Regions from separate parts of the Oncorhynchus mykiss genome. Here region 1 is linked to region 2. Evidence: chromatin contacts called from public Hi-C data. All regions are on one chromosome and are shown on one strand. The core of a region is the stretch at or near the end of the contact, and the rest is flanking DNA. Distances in the headings are between cores, read along the strand shown.

Region 1 (7,224 bases), core at 1,046-3,545, 38 kb before region 2:
ACAGAGTGAGTCCATGCAACATATTATGTGATGTGTTAAGCACATTTTTACACCTGAATTTATTGTTTAGGCTTTTGTTTAGGCTTGCCAAAACAGAGGAGTTGAATACCCAAATGACTCTTCAGATTAAAATGTTAAAATAATGCGGAAACATTTTTGAAAAACAGAATTCCACTTTGATATTCAAATCAAATCAAACATTATTTGTCACATGCGCCGAATACAACAAGTGTAGACCTTACCGTGAAATGCTTACTTACAAGCCCTTAACCAACAGTGCAGTTCAAGAAGAGTTATTATTGGGTAGTGTGTTTAGGCCAGTGACAAAAAAATCTAAATTGAATCCATTTGAAATTCCAGCCGTAACACAACATTTTTGGGGAAAAGTCAAAGGGTCTGAATACTTTCTGAAGGCACTGTGTTAGAGTTGATTTATTGGCATAATGTTGGAGCATAGTTAACTACTGTAAATGAAAGTTAGCTACTGTAAATGAAAGTTAACTACTGTAAATTAATGTGAGCTACTGTAAATGTTCCTCTCGGATGAAAATATAACCAACACAATTCAGATCTCAGACACTTGGCCTGCGAATGGCTACCAACAGTACAGTGTCAAAAAATACTTGCAGACTTAATTTTGAATGGAGGATTCCATATCTTTATAACTCTGAACTCCAGCCAGCGACGAATGCCTGTGACTCCCACTAGCCAATCTTACTACCGCGAGCCTTTGGCTGATGACTTGGAGAACGGAATCCCCACTTGCAGGAGAGGTGGGCAGTGATAGTGGGAAGTGCCAGGGCAAGAGGGTGCCTCTCAGAGGGCAAGCATGGCCTCTCTCCAGCTGGGCGAGAGGCCACGAAGGAACTCTGCCCTCTGCCACCCTCACCCTGTGCCAATGACACAGATGTAAACACATATCCATACACACAACGCCAACGACCTCACACACCTTAATTACGACGTTGGATGAATTATTGGCTCATATAATTCCACATCTAAGGCAAGGCGGAGTGGCCTTGGTCCAAGACAGACAATGGAACAAAGCTGTGCACTCATTCAGACAGCTTTGCTGGCAGTGGTAACCATGTTTGGAACGAAGTGGTGTTTAATGTGTCATTACAAACATAAAAACAGACTACCAGCACTGCCAACAGATGTCGGCAAGGCAATTCTTTACTGCCATGACAAAACTTCAATACGGGGAAAATGCCAGCAGGTGCAAATGAAGACTGAATGTTCCCTTATTCATGTTTTTCTTCACACAACTGTGCTTCAGTGTTCCATCTTCAGTGTTCCATCTTCAGTGATCCATCTTCAGTGTTCCATCTTCAGTGATCCATCTTCAGTGATCCATCTTCAGTGTTCCATCTTCAGTGAACCATCTTCAGTGTTCCATCTTCAGTGTTCCATCTTCAGTGATCCATCTTCAGTGATCCATCTTCAGTGTTCCATCTTCAGTGTTCCCAGCATGTGATTGAGATATGGATAAGTATTGTATTGGCTGAAAGCTAACAGGACATTTTGACGACGGCACATTACCTCAGAGATGGGCATCCCATGGAGATGGATCAACTAAATGCAGTGCTGTGGTGCTGGAACATCACAAATGTAAACGGTCCAGAGCTGTGTCTTGTGGTATACCATACTACCACCAAATGTCAACAGAGGGCTGGAGTCTGGTTTCCAATGTTTCCACCCCCTACCCAAACCATACGCCCAGTAATGTCCTCAGGTAAAGACTGTTAAAACCGCTCAACGATCCTAGTACCCTGCTCGGATATAAGAGGACGACAGGCTGTGGAGTAGGTGTCATAAAAACGTCTGCATGCCGCATGGCCAGTAAAACCCTTCCTTTCCTGCTAATGAGCCCAAACATCGGAGCTAGCAAGACGTTGTTATGAACCCCATGCCAGGGCCGGGTTAAACCAATGCCAGCCACGATGATATAGGGAGAGGGGCTGTAAGGGAGGGGGGTTGGGTGGTTCCCAAGTAACGGTAACACACCTGGAAAAAGGTTTTAGCAGGGGGTTAGGGCTGGGGGGAACTTGTGTTGCAACACATAAACACGTGTTGGTCAGAGGTGTTCAGCGCCATTTCTGAGTAACAGAAACAAGCTGCAGTCCTGATACTGCAGGACTTTGAGATGGGCTCATTCGTTTTCGCTGTAGGGTCATGCGGACTCGGAGCAGTCTGTCTTAGCAGACCAGAGCGGAGTGGTTGGAACAGTACACACCCTCACATATCTCAGGAGGAGCAACGGATGGTGTTGCCCACCACAAGGTCAGAGTGATCTGGCAGGGTTCCAGAAGCAGCATAAAACCCCTCCTCCACACCTCCTGGAGCTATCGCCTTGGGGAGCTCCCAAATGCACCGACAATCAATAATCAAACACACACACACACCACCAAACAACTTGAAGATATGAGTAACGGTGCCCCACCTCCATCCTTAGAAAAATGCACGCACGCGCATGCACACACACACATGCACTCGCACACACACATGCACTCGCACACACACACACACACACACACACACACACACACACACACACACACACACACACACACACACACACACACACACACACACACACACACACACACACACACACACACACACACACACACACACACACACACACACACACACACACACACACACACACACACACTCCTCCAACCCACAAGTTCCTCCTCACAAAGGAGTGTAAGGAGTGTGTGTGAAGAGTTTGTATGAAGATTCCTGGCTACAACTAAAGGAAGCAAATCGTCCCAGTGCTCCCGAGGTCTCCTGGGGCAGCTTACATGGGCAACCGTTTGGGAGAAGGGAACCAACCGCTAAATTTATTCTGCATGTATGAAAAGCTGTAAACAATGGTATTTAAGAATTGGGGTTGCATGAATGCTACAGGGATATGGCTGTGTTGCCATTGTAAATGATGTACTGTATCTATAGGAACATAATATAAGGATATACATGTTAGACCTAACCCAGGGTAGGCATCATCACAGCCTGGCTGCACATCTTCTGGTGGACAAAATACAGGGAAGATACCTAAAACAAAGATACCTGTCATGTGACCTAATTTGCCAGCGCCTTGAAAGGTGTTCATTATTAAGATTATATAGTGGTGCCTTGAGAGGTGTTCATTATTAAGATTGTATAGTGGTGCCTTGAGAGGTGTTAATTATTAAGATTATATAGTGGTGCCTTGAGAGGTGTTCATTATTAAGATTATATAGTGGTGCCTTGAGAGGTGTTCATTATTAAGATTGTATAGTGGTGCCTTGAGAGGTGTTCATTATTAAGATTATATAGTGGTGCCTTGAGAGGTGTTCATTATTAAGATTATATAGTGGTGCCTTGAGAGGTGTTCATTATTAAGATTGTATAGTGGTGCCTTGAGAGGTGTTCATTATTAAGATTATATAGTGGTGCCTTGAGAGGTGTTCATTATTAAGATTGTATAGTGGTGCCTTGAGAGGTGTTCATTATTAAGATTGTATAGTGGTGCCTTGAGAGGTGTTCATTATTAGGATTGTATAGTGGTGCCTTGAGAGGTGTTCATTATTAAGATTGTATAGTGGTGCCTTGAGAGGTGTTCATTATTAGGATTGTATAGTGGTGCCTTGAGAGGTGTTCATTATTAAGATTATATAGTGGTGCCTTGAGAGGTGTTCATTATTAAGATTGTATAGTGGTGCCTTGAGAGGTGTTCATTATTAGGATTGTATAGTGGTGCCTTGAGAGGTGTTCATTATTAGGATTGTATAGTGGTGCCTTGAGAGGTGTTCATTATTAAGATTGTATAGTGGTGCCTTGAGAGGTGTTCATTATTAGGATTGTATAGTGGTGCCTTGAGAGGTGTTCATTATTAAGATTGTATAGTGGTGCCTTGAGAGGTGTTCATTATTAGGATGGTATAGTGGTGCCTTGAGAGGTGTTCATTATTAAGATTATATAGTGGTGCCTTGAGAGGTGTTCATTATTAAGATTATATAGTGGTGCCTTGAGAGGTGTTCATTATTAAGATTGTATAGTGGTGCCTTGAGAGGTGTTCATTATTAAGATTATATAGTGGTGCCTTGAGAGGTGTTCATTATTAAGATTGTATAGTGGTGCCTTGAGAGGTGTTCATTATTAAGATTGTATAGTGGTGCCTTGAGAGGTGTTCATTATTAGGATTGTATAGTGGTGCCTTGAAAGGTGTTCATTATTAAGATTGTATAGTGGTGCCTTGAGAGGTGTTCATTATTAGGATTGTATAGTGGTGCCTTGAGAGGTGTTCATTATTAGGATTGTATAGTGGTGCCTTGAGAGGTGTTCATTATTAGGATTGTATAGTGGTGCCTTGAGAGGTGTTCATTATTAGGATTGTATAGTGGTGCCTTGAGAGGTGTTCATTATTAGGATTGTATAGTGGTGCCTTGAGAGGTGTTCATTATTAGGATTGTATAGTGGTGCCTTGAGTGGTGTTCATTATTAGGATTGTATAGTGGTGCCTTGAGAGGTGTTCATTATTAAGATTGTATAGTGGTGCCTTGAGCGGTGTTCATTATTAAGATTGTATAGTGGTGCCTTGAGAGGTGTTCATTATTAAGATTGTATAGTGGTGCCTTGAGAGGTGTTCATTATTAAGATTGTATAGTGGTGCCTTGAGAGGTGTTCATTATTAGGATTGTATAGTGGTGCCTTGAGAGGTGTTCATTATTAGGATTATATAGTGGTGCCTTGAGAGGTCAACTGTTTGGGTTGGATGTGTCCTCATAATGCTGTTTCACTCTTTCCCACGAAGCTCCCAATTTTGTAGTCTCTCAAAAATGTTCACACGGATGACAGCAAAAGCAGGCCGCCATTTTACAGTAACATGAAACGGTAGAACTTGGCCTAAATATCTATTTTACAGTAACATGGAACTGCAGAACTGAGCCTAAATATCACACTAATTTTTTCCATCATTTGAAAAATCTGGAATTTCCCTCTTTCGCCACTTCCCCCCTTTCCTCTACCTTTCCCTCCCCTCCTTCCCCGGTGCTCTTTCCTCCACTTCCTCCAGTTTGCTAGGATAGTCCACCCAGCCTGATGATGGGGGTCTTTACACCCAGCTGTGTATGCATGTGCGTTTGTGTGTAAGGGGGGGGGGGGGGGGTTGTGTGTGTATGTGTATGTGTATGTATGTGTGTATGGGTGGTGTTTGTGTGTGTGTGTACATATTAGTGTGTGCTTGGTGTTTGTGGGGGGGGGGGTTTGTGTGTGTATATGTGTGCGCGTGGGGGAGAGGTGGGGTTGTGTGTGTGTATGTGTGTGTGTGGGGGGGGGAGGGGTTGTGTGTGTGTGTATGTGTGTGGGGGGGTTGTGTGTGTGTATGTGTGTGTGTGGAGGGGGTTGTGTGTGTGGGGGGGGGTTGTGTGTGTGTGTGTGTGTGTGTGTGTGTGTGTGTGTGTGTGTGTGTGTGTGTGTGTGTGTACATTGTTAGACATGACCACCTTGTTGACCTGATGGCTAGCGAGGTCAGACAAGTGGTCTCACAAACAGCACACATTATTGTGTAAGGTGAGGCTGGTTTGATGTTGATGATTATGTGTTTTCCGGCCAAATACAACAGATATTGTTGTTTTTGGGGGAGGCCATGGGGAGGTGTTCATTTTGGGCTGCTCATTGGACGGCTACATGGATTAGGTGAAGGTACTAGCTGGTGGCTCTGATATTTGGCAGTCTCGGCCATTCACACAGGCTTGCAGTGCGTGGCCTCCAGATTTCGGACCTGATAAAAACTAGCAATTGGCTAAGTACTGCTCTGTTTCAGTTGTCGTGGGCAGCCAGGCTGTTTGGAGATGGAGGTGCTTTCTGTACCCTTGAGTGCCATGCAGACAGGGACCTGAGCAACCGGGCCGAGAGGGGCAAGACAGGGGAAAGTTGCCCTGGGTGTCACTGTTTGAGTAGATCTGTGCTCTCCTGGGTCTGATTCCCTCATCACCCCTCCCCGTCGCAATCTAGCGAGCCCCTCAGAAGACAAATATTGTTCCCATTGTAGTTTTTTTGTGCTCTGTAGTGTACTCAGAACACCTTGTCTCCTCACCCTAACAACATTGCAAAGGGCGAGAGCCATCAAATCCTATTTTTTTTTCCAACCTAGCATCTAATTCATTCATTATTTCAGCCTCGGGCAATTTTCCATCGTCTGGGGTAATCCCCCCCACTCTGTCACAACCAGACGTCTAGCAAGCACGACCGTTTAACCACAGTGTCCTCATGTTGTTCTATCAACAGACCAGATACTGTAGGCTCTCTCGTATCGAGGTCTTTTTCTGCTACGGTAGTTCCTTTCTTTCTTTTATTTAGAGTTCTAATGATGTCCTCTGTCCCACCTGCTACATCTGCACTGTATTAAAGTAACTGGAGTGACAATTATCAAATGGAGTGACAATTATCAAATGGAGTGACAATTATCAAATGAATAATGAAAAGGAGTCAAATACTTCACAATGTTTTTGCACAAAAACATCTCTACAGATGGGAGAAGTGGTGGTCACATAACTCAATTTGTTCCGCAAGAGATTGTAAATAATTCACCATGACAACTAAACAATCAAGCTATTGTATGTAGGAAAATACTGTACGCTGATAAGCTCATTACATTCAGTTGGAATGAAATATGTAGGCTATGCATTGAATGTACTTTTCAATTAAGATTGCTTCCGCAAGTATGTACAATGTTAACACGGACCAAATGAATGGGGTTCTCCCACCATAAATCTATTGAGCTTAAAACATGTTAAGACCAAGGGGGCAAAGGGATCTTCCTTTCGGAGAGAGTTTGGAGAGGCTTCGTTCCAGGTGGCTGTAAAACGTTATCTACACTTTAGTAGAGCTGGATAGCCCATTGCATTGCATCACGGGAACTGGGAAGAAAATCAAATAGCTACCATTGGCTCATCAGATGCTGTAATCCCGTTCTTGGCAATAGCTCATCTACTGTAGTGTACAACTACCCCCTCCCCCACCACACACACAAAAATGACCGCCCTTGGAAAGTAGTGAGGACAAGTTTTTTTTCTGAGAGAAAGTCAAGTGAAAACACTATCTTTCTTCTGACAGCAAGCATGCACAGTAGTCCTAGTCCCCACCCTGGCTGGTTGGCAGCCCTGCCGAAACACTTCCCATTTGCAGTGCAGTGCTGGGGCCGGATCCAAGCCACTTGAGCTTTGGCATGGCTCA
Region 2 (6,809 bases), core at 152-2,651:
ACAATGGGTACATATCATTAATGTATACGTCCAAAAAAATGGATGTAGCAACTGTATATTGCCACTTTAAATGTGGGCAAATTTATAGCATATGGCCTTTCTAAACTATGCCAGTTACAGGAAACTGTTCAAACCGTGGTATGTCACGGTGGCGCATGGTTCTGATGTAATTTGGATAAACAGTGGAGTGGTTCCAAAACTCTGACACACCTGAGGTCATTACAATTTCCGCATGACCGACCACATAAACGAGACAACAACATTTTCCAACATCACAACAACATTTTCCAACACCACAACTCATAGCTACGACCTATGAGGTCCGGACAGATCCACCATTTAGGAACTACTGGAAGAGCGCAGAGGACAGGAGCAGCCTGTCAACGACTCTTCGCTTCAACTCACTCCACAGTAATATACATGTACTGGCCTAAACTACAATTTGGTGTCAAACAAATAGTAAATAATGTTTCATTTTTAATCCTGAGAGAGTAAAATGCGATTTTGTGTAAAAGTATTCTCGACTACTTCGCCAATGGCCCGGCCCGTAACCTGTTTTTCATTGCACGCGGAGGAACATCGTGTTGTTAACCTTTTCCTTTTCACGGAAGTTACGGCTCATTATTGGACTATATAGCAATGACATAAATATGGTGTAAATTAGAACAATTATCCCTACAAATGTGCACTTTTTCGTTCGCAGAAAACCAGACATTGTTGTTAACGCCTTGCCTCTGTAATCTCCTATAGAATTGCTCCATACATTACGAATGAAGTTCATTGCCAACAAAGGGGGCAAGGGAGGTTAACGCAGTATGTGTGCCAATACATTTTCTTTGGGCGCTCCTCCGACCAATGAAAAGCATTTGCATATCTGTTAACGGGTCTTGTCCAGTTGTCATTGACATAATTCTATTCCTGCTCAACCAGACCGGGTTGCAGTGAAGAGCAAGTCAACAGTAGGAAAAGGCGATGTTGTAACAGTTGTAAAATTACACGTTATTGCAATAATAATCTACGTTCACGTACCATTGCACTGTATTGCATGGATTTAAAGGGGGATCCTGGAACCTGGGTGAAACACAAGCCGGTGCCTTCACATTTCTCACGTTCAACTTTGTGCTTTTCAGGCTTTTTTTCTTGATAATGCTTGCAACAAAAAAAACGTAAGAGAATTCTTGGCAGAAATGCGCGTAAAATCAAGTCGCCCCCCAAAAAAATCTTCCTTCCTCTTCACGTCTTACTTTTGGATAGCTTTTGGGTTGTTCAGTTGTTGTTGAATGCGATCCAGAAGAGGCTGAGTTTTCGGAACTGGGCAGGTCTACGCCTCACTTTCCCCTATCTGACTGCCTTCTCTGTACCGCTCTGCGCAGCCAAAGAGAGCTCCGCACTAGAACTTGGATTCTCGCCTCTCATTGGTCAGTGCCGCGGCGGCCTCACGACTCCGCTTGTAGACCCCTCACTTCCGCTCGCTACTCAGTGTTTGTGGCAATACATCACAGGCTGCAAACTGCTAGACTGGCAGAAGTTGTGGTTATTCAGTGGTTATAGATGTGAGTTCATTTATGTTATCTGTGGTTACAAGGAAACCAAATATATATTTTTAGTTATTATGTCAATTAGACATATAATCATAACACAATGTTATTATATTATAGGCTATAGCCTACTGGTCACGAATAATAATACTCTTTATGAAATTGATTTTAATAGGCGTACTATTATTAGCATATTACCATGATTATTATACCAGGTACTTTTTTTGTTTTTACAGCCCATCATTTATAATAGTTTTCAAATTGTACTAAAGGCTACCAACAGTGTGGCTACTGTCCTTAATTGATTTGAACTAGGCTTACAGAACTACTCTTGGTGAAGTATTTCCTTAATATGCAAATCCTTCATATTCTATATGAGGCAATTGCATCAATTCTCTGGACCAACACAGTAGGGAAGGTCAGGCTTGGGTGAATCCAAATGATAATGGATAATGGACTGTGACAGGATTTATACAGTCCACAGACTCTGCATTTTGTTTTATACATTGCCATTGTAGTTCAATATTTTATAATTAAAAATGCTTAATGAATGATAGGCTAAGTGAATATAGCCCCAGAGGACGCGACATAAATACAAATGCCCAACAGAACGTGGATATGGTCTAGAGGTCACTGAATATAATCGTCTAATATAATAAAGCTGATTAGAAAGTTATTTATTTGTTCTATATAACTTGTATATCTCCGAAATGAAAATAAATATGTATATGCTATATAACTTAAGTGTTTTGCACAGACCTTCAATCAATGCAACAATATTCAATTTTCCAATTAACATTGATTGTTCAGAAATTCCGTTATAAGAGCAAATTAGGCTGCTTTATTCAATTACTTCCTGATATTGTCCTTGATATAGTCCCTGACATGCATGCAGGGGAAGAATGCACTCTGCAAAAACTCAGAGGCAAATTAACTAAACTAGCGCTATATGTTATAACATGTGCTCCCAAAATGTATGCCTATCTGTCAAACACATGTTTTACGATAAATAGGTTATCGGTAATTAAGAACTTTTACCATTATCCTCATCTGATTTCAACGCCTAAGCTTCTTTTTTTAAAGCAGTCCTTCCCTTCTTACGAAGAGGGAACTGGTGTATAAATCGACACCAAGCACGGAGAGAGGTTGGAAAAGTTGGTCAACCGAAACGTCGAAGACTGCATGATCCCTTTGGTGCACTGAGTCCGCTGAGAGTGAACTTGAGAACATAGGTTATTTCATGAGAGAAAATGTGAGTTTTCATACGGCCTCTTCCACAGTAGGCTCCTCTATTAGAAATGCTGTGTGTTTTGACACTCTCTAGATAACTTTTGATTTGGAGTATTTTTGGCACGCAATTATTTCTCGAGAAATGCATGAATAAGGTGCGACAAAATCGTAAGACGTTGCCGAAATAACATTTTCAGAACTTCACATTGTTTTGTTTTTTTTACCCATTTTACGCACGCATTACGCACAACGTGCCCTACATGTATTTTTTTTGCATTAAATGCGTTGTATATGGTCTTCTTTGCTATAGCTTACTGAATAAATCGTTTTCAATTATAATATACATTGTGCTTAGGTCGACCCATATGTATTTGGTCACGCCTTACAAAACGCTCACGTGGACGGCGAGAAGAAGATATCAGTGCGCTCAAAGTCACTGAACCTTGTTCTATTGGCCGTTGGACATATGTTGGCAATATGGATGTGATTAATATGTTGCCTTTTGATCAAAGTGCATGCTGAGTCTAACCAGGTAATGTCATTGCATCATATTTTGATAAGGATTATTCACTAAGATTTCATAAAATAATCATAAATTCGAAATTCCATTGTTCATTTGAAACCATGAACTCCAAGTCGCATTCAACAGCTATTATCAGGGCCTTTGTATTGTACATTTTCTGCAAATTATATTGTTTTCAAACACTGTACACTCACTGTACTCTAACAACACTCATACTTAATGTGGCACTCATTTGCCAGTACAAAACAAGATAAAGGTCCACGCAAAAAGACAAGACTTCACAAAGTGTTATTTTTGCCGAACATGTTGCTTGTAATTCTCCCGTGTTATATTTTGCGCCGTCAATGTTACAATAGATACATCTACGCATTGGTGTCCATCTTTAGACCTTTCCTCTGTGTGTGTGTGTGTGCGCGTGCGTGCGTGTGTGAATTTGAATGCATGAAAGACAGAGGAAAAAGGTCCCGTTCCCTTAAAGTTACCAGAAGGACTGGTGTATATTGATATAATGATAAAAAGAGAGGTGGAGTAATATTGATAAATACATTGATGAATCAACAGACGTGTATAGCAAGTAGGCCTAGCACAGAGATAGAAACCATGTAAATGAGGTCATCAGTTGCAGTTGCTGGGGAGATTTGGACCAGATTCATTGATTGGAGGAGAGAAAGGAGAGGGGAAAGAGAGCCCTGCTGATGTCAAACTTGGCCTGTAGACTATACAAGGAGCCAAATAGTGGGCCAGACAACAACATTGACTTGGAGAACAGACAGGGAAGATTGCGAAAGAGTCACAAGTGTATCAGACAAGATTATTAATAATGTTACCCCTGTTTTTTATAGTTATGTGAAAATTAAATTCATAATTAAATTGATTAATTGACCACCATTTTCAGCAGAGATTTTTCTGATCATTGACTGACGATGGTTAAAAGCTATAGACTGTAAACTCTCCTCTCAGACTCACATTAAGCATCTCCAGTCCAAAATTAAATCTAGAATCGGCTTCCTATATCGCAACAAAGCATCCTTCACGCCAAACATACCCTCGTAAAACTGACCATCCTACCGATCCTCGACTTCGGTGATGTCATCTATAAAATTGCCTCCAACACTCTACTCAACAAACTGGATGCAGTCCATCACAGTGCCATCCGTTTTGTCACCAAAGCCCCATACACTACCCACCATTGCGACCTGCACGCTCTTGTTGGTTGGCCCTCGCTTCATATTCGTCGCCAAAGACACTGGCTACAGGTTCTACTGTACTAGTCTCTGCTAGGTAAAGCCCCGCCTTATCTCAGCTCACTGGTCACCATAGCAGCACCCACTCGTAGCACGCGCTCCTGCAGATATATCTCACTGGTCACCCCCAAAGCCAATTCCTCCTTTGGTCGTCTTTCCTTCCAGTTCTCTGCTGCCCATGACTGGAACGAATTGCAAAAATCTCTGAAGCTGGAGACTCATATCTCCCTCACTAGCTTTAAGCACCAGCTGTCAGAGCAGCTTACAGATCACTGCACCTGTACACAGCCCATCTATCTACCTACCTCATCCCCATACTGGTATTTATTTATTTTGCTCCTTTGCACCCCAGTATCTCTACCTGCACATTCATCTTCTGCCGGTCTACCATTCCAGTGTTTAATTGCAATATTGTAATCACTTCGCCACCATGGCCTATTTATTTCCTTAACTTACATCATTGGCACTCACTGTATATAGACTTTTTGTTTTCTTTTGTTGTACTGTATTATTGTATTGACTGTATGTTTTGTTTATTCCATGTGTAACTCTGTGTTGTTGTATGTGTCAAATTGCTACGCTTTATCTTGGCCAGGTCGCAGTTGCAAATGAGAACTTGTTCTCAACTAGCCTACCAGGTTAAATAAAGGTGAAAAAACAAACAACAACAAAAAACACTATTGACAGCAACCCTATCCGATTTTAAATCTGTCTTACCTTTGTGACTATCGCCCCCCAGTGGTGTTTTGTGGGATTACATCGCACATACTTTCTGAAATAGTCTATTGCAGTGGCGAAGACAAATGTAAGAAAAGGTCTCTCTCATAGTTTCTCATTTTATCTTTATATTGATGTGGATATTACATCAACAAAAGTCTTCCCTAACCCTAGCAAGACATTACTAAACTGACAACAAAAAAACATGTATTATTGGTATATGGATAAGTTCTCACTTTTACAATACATAAACTTTATACAATAGTAATAACATGCTACTGCCTATGTAAGTACTGTGTAATGACAGTGGATGTACATGCATTGTAGAGTGAGGGGGGTTCATAGAATTGAGATTGTATTTCATTTTCTATCCCAGTAGGAGGCACCAGTGTTCTTGATTGTGATAACTATACCGTGAGTTTGGCACAACAGTGGCTTGTGATGACAAATCCTAATTCAAGTGTCAACATCAAACAGACATGAAAGCACAGTGCAGAAACCCACTATGTGCAATGACACAATTCAGGCTAAAGCAGGCTGTGTTCTGTATCCCATTGTGAGGTTTGACACTGTTAGGAATAGATTTCTAAATAAACTGGACCTCAGAATTGATCCCCTATTGTCCTAGACCAAGACACAAAACAAGCTGTACAAATGAGCTTTAGTTGAATAAAAGTTTGTCAAACCACAGATGTAAATTCCTTTGCTCTGGAGAGAAGTTTCTCCTAGATATAGATCTAGGGTCAGCTTCCCCTCCCCTTAACCATGAGCGGGGGAAATGCAAAACTGACCTAAGATCAATGTCTAGGGGTAACTTCCCCCTACACGACTTCCTTCACCCTGGGAAATGCACGGGTACAACTGCCTTTTGTCTCAGATCGCTAAATGAACATAGTAGAGGTGAACTGGAGGAAAGCTCTCATGGCAGAAACACAAACTCCTCGGTATCTCATCATAGCCATAGAAAATTGTTTAAAAAAATGTATCTCGTCCAACGTCTCCTAATTTATCTACACTGTCAATTCTTTCCACCCCTTCTTCAGGTAGGAAGAAAACCTTTCATTCATTTGGTATATTACATCCAGCACACTGATCAATTCCAATAATAATATCCATCTGGAGAAACACATGAATAGGAAAACAAAGCTAGCCTGCGGATGTACAGTATCATAAATAGGGTTGACACCAAATCAGACGGGAATAAACAGAAAATCTGGAATCCTCCCACCAGGATCTCTAGGAAACCGTAAACATGACATAAAAAGAATAACAATGAAAACCTGAGCAGTTGCTAAGCAAAGTTCAGGAGGAGCGATAGGACTTGGGACAGGGAGGTAGTGGTATTCTGTAGCCAACCCAGGGGTGCTCACTAGAAGACATTAAAGTGCTGGAGAGGGCTGTTTCACACTTACACAAAGACCGCCACCGTTGAGGACACCATGTTCTCATTATAGCAGCCACTCGGCATGTCAAGTTCCAGTAGCTCATCAGTGATTGCTTGACTTAGTCATCCAAACAAGTACAGCGTTTGGAGAAGTGTGATCGCTGGGTGGTCAA

What was found. A called contact is a pair of places that touch in the nucleus more often than the background predicts.
Region 1: a contact with region 2 is called in a Hi-C map of blood, with 5 times the contacts expected there. The contact joins the enhancer-like site here to the promoter of LOC110500628 in region 2. A contact is called at or near these places in 3 of 3 Hi-C or Micro-C datasets (blood and liver).

What each region holds. Positions count from the first base shown.
Region 1 is chr21:49,714,097-49,721,320 of USDA_OmykA_1.1, reverse strand. All of the region lies in intron 2 of LOC110500628 (nuclear factor 1 B-type), which reads right to left. Among protein-coding and RNA genes, the nearest start is that of LOC110500628, 37 kb to the right of the region's middle. Within about 2 kb of position 2,295, at least 3 of the 11 cell types and tissues checked have an H3K27ac peak or open chromatin away from gene starts, as enhancers often do.
Region 2 is chr21:49,675,260-49,682,068 of USDA_OmykA_1.1, reverse strand. LOC110500628 (nuclear factor 1 B-type) reads right to left here and starts at 1,401. Exons shown (of 12, transcript XM_036958088.1): 1 at 1,030-1,401. The coding sequence starts at 1,047.